Linked DNA regions of Mus musculus: region 2 is linked to region 1. The links are chromatin contacts, called in public ChIA-PET maps. All regions are on one chromosome and are shown on one strand. Each heading gives the region's core, a stretch centred on a gene start, on an enhancer-like site or on the middle of the called end of the contact. The rest is flanking DNA. Distances are from core to core; before and after follow the strand shown. Region 1 has its middle 16 kb from the start of Mrps14. Region 2 overlaps Rabgap1l (RAB GTPase activating protein 1-like).

The links. ChIA-PET counts read pairs in DNA pulled down with a chosen protein or histone mark.
Region 2: an RNA polymerase II ChIA-PET map of memory CD8 T cells shows a contact between it and region 1, with 18 read pairs. The contact joins two enhancer-like sites. A contact is called at or near these places in 2 of 115 datasets of contacts at active chromatin or transcription factors (effector CD8 T cells and memory CD8 T cells) and 2 of 9 other capture datasets (adipose tissue and liver).

Annotation. Positions count from the first base shown.
Region 1 is chr1:160,177,585-160,181,603 of GRCm38.p6, forward strand. No RefSeq gene overlaps it. Among named protein-coding and RNA genes, the nearest start is that of Mrps14, 16 kb to the right of the region's middle. Within about 2 kb of position 2,022, at least 20 of the 459 cell types and tissues checked have an H3K27ac peak or open chromatin away from gene starts, as enhancers often do. A contact at or near this core is called in memory CD8 T cells, where this site is marked.
Region 2 is chr1:160,307,583-160,311,565 of GRCm38.p6, forward strand. All of the region lies in intron 19 of Rabgap1l (RAB GTPase activating protein 1-like), which reads right to left. Among named protein-coding and RNA genes, the nearest start is that of Mir1927, 14 kb to the left of the region's middle. Within about 2 kb of position 1,594, at least 130 of the 459 cell types and tissues checked have an H3K27ac peak or open chromatin away from gene starts, as enhancers often do. A contact at or near this core is called in memory CD8 T cells, where this site is marked.

The sequences.
Region 1 (4,019 bases), core at 772-3,271:
TTCCCAGCACTGAGTTACTATGTGTGCTTTGGTTTCACCATCTGGAAAATGGAGATGATAAAATTTTGGCCTCACTGGGGCATAGAAAGATCAGCAAACCAACGTCTGTAATCTGAGTAGTCTAGAGTTTCTTAGAGGCGACAAAGATTACTAGCATGTATTTATCCAAATAAGATCATTAGCAAAGGACTGATGCCAGCCTCCCTCGAATTTTCCCAGCATTCAGAGCAACCATAATCAGAACCCAGTCTATTACTATAAGGGGATAAAGTTTATGCCTCCATGGTAGCCATAGATAGCCCACACAGACAGATGGGCTCAGCAGGGAAGAATCCACATGGGTGGGCCTAGTCTCTCATTTTCATGACATCAGCTTTCCCAGCTGGGTCACCATTCTGCTTCATAGGGCATGTGTTCTTCTGCTAGAGCAGGCCCTTTGGTTTCCTCACAGAGGAGAGCAGGGAGTGGGGCTTTGTATACAATCCCAATGAAACAAGCCTGAGAGACAGTCTGACATCAAACCTCAAGGATAGACTCCAAGTGTATAAAGGGATGACAATTTCTACTTCACCAACCAGCATGATGTGTAAGATTAGAGGAAATACAATCCGACTTTGTTCCTAAAGAGATCTTGGGTGCATAGTATGTGGTAGAAATTGATCAATAATGTGGAGGTATAGAACTGAACAAGGCAAAGTCATTGCCACCAATGGCTCAGCTCTTACAGACTTCACATTCTAGAGGGACAGGCAAAGCAGCATTCTTATAGAAAGGAGTCAAAATTCATAAAGCATTACCCTCTATTTTATGAAAGGATTAAATGAAGTAATGATTGCTCATAATCTCTGTGTATCTTTTAAGGAACATACTGTATATTTCTCAGTACTATATAGGGTATGAAAGAACATTGAGAAGACAGGACTTGTGGAGGTGGAACCATTTAAGTGGTTGCTGTTGTTTGTTTTTCCTCCCCTTCTCCCCTTGTGTACAGCAGAGATGCTGAGAGCATCCACTCAGAATGAACTGCATCCAAAGAAGAAAAATCAAACTCTCAAAGCAGATGCCTAGCAAGGAGAGCTCAGTCTTGTAACTTATTTGATCAAAGGGGTTCCATGGAAGGCTGGGCAGCTTCCACATGCCTAAGGCCCATGACTTGTGAGACTGTTGGAAGAGGTCATTCTTGGGGATGACAGAAAATGATCAACAATCAGTGAGAGACACCGGAAGACAAGGTTAGACCTCTACTGCAGCACAGAGCACATGAGGAAAAGGTCTCAACATACAATTCAGTTTCCTTTTTGAAATGTGTCAAGCTACAGATTCACCTGGTTTTATTTAGAACTGATAAATCCAAGAGACCAGGAAACTCTGGAACAGTTCTAGTTCCCCAACAGAAACAAGTGTAGAGATGGGGAAAGTCAAATCCAAGAAATTCTTTATCTGTTTTTAGATCAGACCCCGAGAGAAAGCTGTGGGGAGAGTATCTTTGATAAACATGAAATATAAAATAGACATTCTGTCCCCATGCTCTTTCCAGGCCCCAGTGTGGAGGTACTGTTCTACTGCTCTGGGCCTAACGGGTCACATAAATGATGAACCTTCAAGTACAGGAATGGGGACATCTCCCTGTGGCCTTGCACATGTTTCTACCTTCAGGTATTCCTAGCTTACGGCTCTGCGATAGTTCTGTCCTCATAGCTACAGAGTGATTCGTTAACATTAAAGTCTAATGATTTGCCTTTATATCAGTTAGGTTTGGGATTAGAAGAACTAGGAAGCAGAGAAAGAAAAGGAGGGAGAAAGACAATGTGGAGAAAAAAAAAAGCTGCTTTCCTATCAAATGTTTATTCCTTCAAGTGAAAACCCATTATGGCCATTGCAAGGGGAAATGGGTGTGGCCTTCACTCTGCAACCACACAAAACATTCTGTTCAGATGGAGCCACAAGCAGCTGGCGGAGAGTGTCTGAAAGGACACTGAGTCAGAATCAAACCCTCCAAATGTCAACTTTCCTCTGGTAAGAAGAGTCACCCATTCATCTGCAGAGGCAGACGCAAGTGTTGGAACCAGCCTGACAACCAGGTCTGTCTGAGGCAGAGGCAGCAGAGGGAACACTGTGAGCCTCTGCAGCAACTCCACTGAGGTGACCTGAAACTCACAGAGGCCAGGAAGTCCTGGTATCCCTGTCTCTCTAAGCTCCCGTACGCATTCTAAAACAGAGGTTCTCAGTCTGTGGGTCTTGGCCTCTTTGGGTCGAGCATCAGAAAACACAGATATTTACATTACAATGTATAACAGTACCAAGATTTCAGTTATGATGTAGCACTGAAACTAATTCTATGGTTAGGGTCACCACAACATGAGGATCTTTATTAAGGGTTGTATGCAGTGTAACGAAGCTTGAGAGCCATTGTGTTAGAGGGTTTCCCAGAGAGCACATCTGCTGGGCTTTCAGGCAGCTGGAGAACGCTTAGGAGCGTCACCACTGCCACCACTGTACAAGGCTTGTTAGTGCTAGCTCTGGGCAGGACAGAGCACTTGATCCAAGGAATGCCAAGCTGAGAGTCTCATCTCTGACTTCTGGACTTCGTGTTCTTATCAGAGGGACAGATACATATCTGACAGCTCTGTTTCAGAGCAGAGGAGAGGGTGCAGAGAAGCCTCACTCCCCCTGTTAACCTCCCATGGATACTTTTGTTCAGGTCTTTCTCTGAAAGTGACAAAAGATGTAGGTTGCCCCTCTTTGGTTGTGTGATTTTTGCCATTGTGCAAAGAGATAGAAGGGCACTTCCAAAATCTCAGGCTAGCAGGTTGTATCGATATAGGTGAGAACTGAGGAAGAAATTCAAAAGCAATGAGAGGCTTTGGCATCTGGTCTGACCTTATCAAGGCTGATGATCTGGTTAGGACATAATAACAAGTGAGAATTTCAATCATCTATCCAGAACTCTTTCTGAGCATCCCCTCTGCTAGGAATGTGAAAGCAATGTGGGGTTTTTTTGGTTTTTTGTTTTGTTTTGTTTTTTTTTAGGAAGTTTCCAGTGAGCTGAGGACACACTGCAAACATACTGTCAGACTTGTATGTGACCATGGCAGTTTCCCCGCCCCTCCTTCCCTGGCTTGGCATTACCTCTGTAAAAAATTCTAATTTTTTATGTGCTTACCTTGCGTATGCTTTTAAAACTGCCAGGTCTTGTGCACATAAATTATGAATCAGCCCTAAGGGAGTTAATTAAGAAAAGAGGAATGGGGGAGCTGTAAACGAGGAAAAGCAGCTGACAAGAGAAGTTGACGCGCTTGCCTTGAAGTCTAAGGTGAGTGTGGTGTGTTTGGTTTCCCTTCCCCAACCTCAGAAGGTAAGCCCGTGTGAAATTAGTCTTTCTGGGTGTAATCAAGGGAAAGGTTGAAATGAAATTGTTTTGATTAGGATGGACATTTAATCCAAATGAGAGGGTTCTAATCAAAGGGAGAAAACAAAACAGACAATCACACACAGAGAAAAGGGCCAGAGGATGAGGGAAATTACCGAGATTTCCAGGAAGGAAATAGAAGTGAAGATGCAAGGGGACGGCCTACCCTGGAGCCTCTGAAGGGGCACAGCCCTGCTGGTGACTTGATTTCAGGCATCTGGCAGAAGGACTGTGAGAGAATGTATTTCTATCCTTTTAAGTTGTTGATGTTGTGGCAACATTTATGGGACTATAAGAAAGTAATTTAATGAAGGGAAATAAAGAAAAGCTCGAGCGTGTGTGTGTGGGGGGGGGGGGGGAATTAGTCTAAGAGGAAGGAGCTGCTCACACTGAGAAGAACAGGCAGTGTGTGACACCCGGGCAAACAATGTGTCACACCCAGGCGTGGTGGCTGAGATTACAAACTCTAGGAGTTGGACAAAAGGGTTTAGAATGAACTACTTAGCTGTGCCCCATTAGTTGAACAAGGTTATTCTAAAACCATTTCTATCTCAAGCAGCCACTTACCTGGTATATCTGAATCATGGCAGAATTATAAACCCCCTGCCAA
Region 2 (3,983 bases), core at 344-2,843, 130 kb after region 1:
TACACTTCAGAAAATAGAAAGAAGAAGGGTTCCTTACTAGAAATAGCCTATATGAAATTCCTCCCAAACAAAAGTTGATTTATGTTACGTCCTCGGTAACTCAGTTTCAAACAGTTCATCTCTTCATTATTATTCACATGAAGATTCTTCTTGGAAGAAGAGCAATTTTTCTTAAAGCAATCAGTGCTTATTTTTCCTTATTCTTAGAAAATAAAAAGATGATAAGCCATTATTATTTCTCAGAATTTATAGAATTCTTGGTGCAGTTAAAATTTATCTCCTGAAGACGGAAGGGGGAAAAAAAGAATTTCTCTCCCTTCTGAGTAATTCTGTTAAAAAAAAAAAAGTACCAAAATATAAAAATGAAACAATTCATTTGGGGCATCAATACCAGTTGATAATAATTTTCCTTTGTCCCACTAAAAATACAAATATCTGATGTGATTCTGGAGAAACACAAGGGTTTCATTTATAAACTGTTTTTCTCCCTGCTGATAAATATTCTTAGTCCTTTTATATTTAAAGTTAAAAGTTTCTTTTAATTACTCAAACCAGCAGATAGTCACAAACTATCCATCCCTTAGTTCCCACAGGTGGTTTTTGGAGGGCAGCTGGAGATGGTAAGCAGGCTTTATGTTTTCAGAAGGAAAGTTCTCTCAACCACTAAGATAAATCACCCATGCTTATTCCATGCATGACAGTGTAGGCAAAGAAAATGGAAGACAGGAACGTTCCTCCAAAAACATGTTACCTGCTCTTCCTGTGCCTGCCCTGAGTATTACCAGTACAATAGTACTGAGAAGTATTTTCTGTTAGTATTAAACATTAATTTGGTGACATCTGTTAAAGTAAAAAGAAATACCGCTATGTGTTGCCTTTAGGTTTTATCACCAATACCAGGATTATATTATCTATATTCGCTGGCTTGTGAGAGAATGGGTAAACAAACTCAGAATGCAATCTAGGGTCTATTTTCCTAGGTTTTCCTAAAATTCTTCCTATCCCATAGCATGTCTACTTAACTAGTATCACCTTGCGCCATTTAACCGTGACTGGGAGCTCTGCAGTCCTGTAAGCGTTCTGTGGTAAAGTGCCTGCTCACAGAAGGGCAAACACCTCTGCTAGGAAACGGCCAAGTCTAATAGGCTTACTTAAACAGAAAATGCAATATCTTAAATAAATTCTCATGATTAAAACAACTTCAAGCTATGTTTGACCCTTCCGGGAGCCAGTAAAGCATTTTCACTTCATTTTCCCCCACAATGCAGCTTTGTGTTTAGAGAATTACTTTCATTAAGAATTCCTCCGCACATTTATCTTAAAGATGAATAGCCAAGTAAAAATTAAAAGATAATCAGGACTCAAGGCATCATGAATTATCCGGGCAGTCCATACCTTTTGAATTCCTTTCTATCTTTTCAGTAGTATTTTTAAAGATAGCGTGGACCTCGTCATATTTTCATCAGGGCAGCAGACTTGGAGGTTTACCTCGCAGCGTGGCTCTCCAGATGTGAAAGCCAGAGCAACTGCTTCCCCTCTTCCCTTTCTGCAGTGACTCAGTGCTGCCACTCTGATAGCTGAATAGCACCAACAAAGACACCTGTTGTGAAAGGTAACCAAACTACTTCCCGTCATGCCTTTCTTTGTGCTGGCAACCGCCCAGGGGCAAACAGGAATTATAACCTCACTTGAGCAGTCCCCTCTGTGCCCAGCGAGAGCACATTTAGAGAAACAATAGGTAATCTTCTTGGTTAAGAACACTTAAAGCCCAAGGGGGAAAAATAGGACCTGGGGGAACAACAGACCCAGGCACGTTAAAGGTGCTGCACATTCAACTCATAAGGCTTAAGGGATCAGAGAATCTGTGCAAAAATCGATTTATAAGACAACTGAAGATTGTAAAGATAGTTTTAACTTTACACAAAGGGTGGACAAACAGTTCTATAAGCTCCGACCTTCCTTCCTTCCTTCAAGAATCCTCTAATGGTCACAGAGACCAGATACTACTGACGCTTCATTTCTAAATCCAAAATACCTGTCTGTCCACCACAGTGCTTAGATTTTCTTGAGTAACACTGACTAGGATTTCTAAGCCCTTTCTTTGTATTTTTGCCATTCTTAAATACGCCTTAAAATATACATTCTGGATCTTGCTAGGAAATGAAGTTTTTTTTCTTTACATAAACAAAAAAGCATGCTCTTTGAAAACTGATGATCTTAGGAAAAACTTGTTGCTGTACCGATTTTTCTTTTCCAAGACATTTTCTACTGACTCTGAAGCAGTCTGCTAACATTCTCCCCAACTTCAGCAGCTTTTGTTCACTGTCCCGTTTATCACTAGTCTTTCAGTTTCACCAGACAGACACCCTTCTTGTGACTCCCCCACTGTCCACTGGGTGCCTGAAACCCACTGGATCATCTCCCAAGAGTTTCTGCAGTTTTGAACCTCACAGTATGCCACTGACTGGGAGAAATGGCAGTGGGGCAGAGAATTACCTAGGACCAAAGATGCAAACGCTGAGGACACCACCACTTAGTGGATCAACGGGCAGCAGAAAGCAAAGCAGTCCTGGTAAACACAGGTCCCCAGTTCAAACAGGATCCAGCCAGCTGTCTACCTGCAGAGCGACTCCCTTAAACTTAGGTTCCCGTTTCCTCTTGTCACGTAAATTGAGAGGGAGACTGGATCAGTGGTTTCCCCAGCATGCAGGAAAAGCAAAAGCAATGTGTCTAGTTTCCATCCACTAAATGGGCTAAATGGGGGATTTCAAAGAGAGAAAGCCTTTTAAGTCTCTATCAGAGTAAAGTGCAAGGGGTAACATGAAATGTAGGTATTAAGAACTCCCCAGAGTTGCTAAGTGTTTCGATAAATTCAGTCTACTTTGATAGACAACTGGAGATTTTCAATAACAAGTCTTTATACCAAGAAAAAGGGATTCAAAGAAAAAGCAATTCTGACATGTTCAGAGCCTTTCTGCTTACAATCAGAGTAACTAAAATATAACTTGAGAGTTTTCCAGATGTGGTAATAGTTTAAGATTTAATCACCGAACCTTTTAAAATTAACACACAAAAACAATGGTTTTCATTCTGGCCTGTGATACAAATGCCACTGTGCCTTGTTCTTAATCACACCCCTCCTGCCCTGCCAGGCACACCCTCCCTGCCTGGCTCTGCTGGTCTCTTTTCTTCCTGCCACTTGCTAATGTCACACTATCCCATTACTGTTTTTTTTTCCCTCTTTCCTTCCTTCTCCCTTAAAACCGTCCTCTTCCCACGGTTCGTTTTCTACTTTCATAATCATTCACCCTCATGTATGTACAGATGTTTCTACATGGCACATATGTGTATAAACATAGATTTGAATCCGGAGCAGTGTCCTGCCATGTTTTTAAATGCTGTTTTAAGAAGGTGAACTGAGGGGTAATTTGCTCTGGAGGCTGTTGTCCCCCAAGTCATCTTTCTAAAACTATACTTTTAAAAGAAAACCACATTTGTTTCTCACTAAATATGTTTGAGTTGAATACCACATCCTAGCCTTCCAAGAACATCAATTCTGAGATGTCATAGTTAGAAACAGGAATAGCCAACATGAAGCTTAGGGAAAGCATAAATATGATGACCTTTTCCTACTCCGAGCTCCCTCATACATAGCACAGCAAGGGTTCTATTGTGAAAACATAACTTTGTCATCCACCAGGAAGCAAATGCATTAAGAAACTGATCCTGCTTCCAAAAAAAATTTCTCTCACCTCATGAGGGTGCCTGCAAAGACTCTCCTGTCTCCAGCTCTACCTGTTGAACATGCTCATCGTGACTGCCATAAAATCAGGTCAGATGGAGAGGAGAACAGAATAGCCCTGACAGAAATACAGCCCAGAGGACCGAGGGCCGAGTATACATATACATGGGGCTGAGTGAACCCCAGAGAAAACTGCTGCTTCTGCTTTGTGACTCTCACCCCCACCTTCGAGGGCACCCTC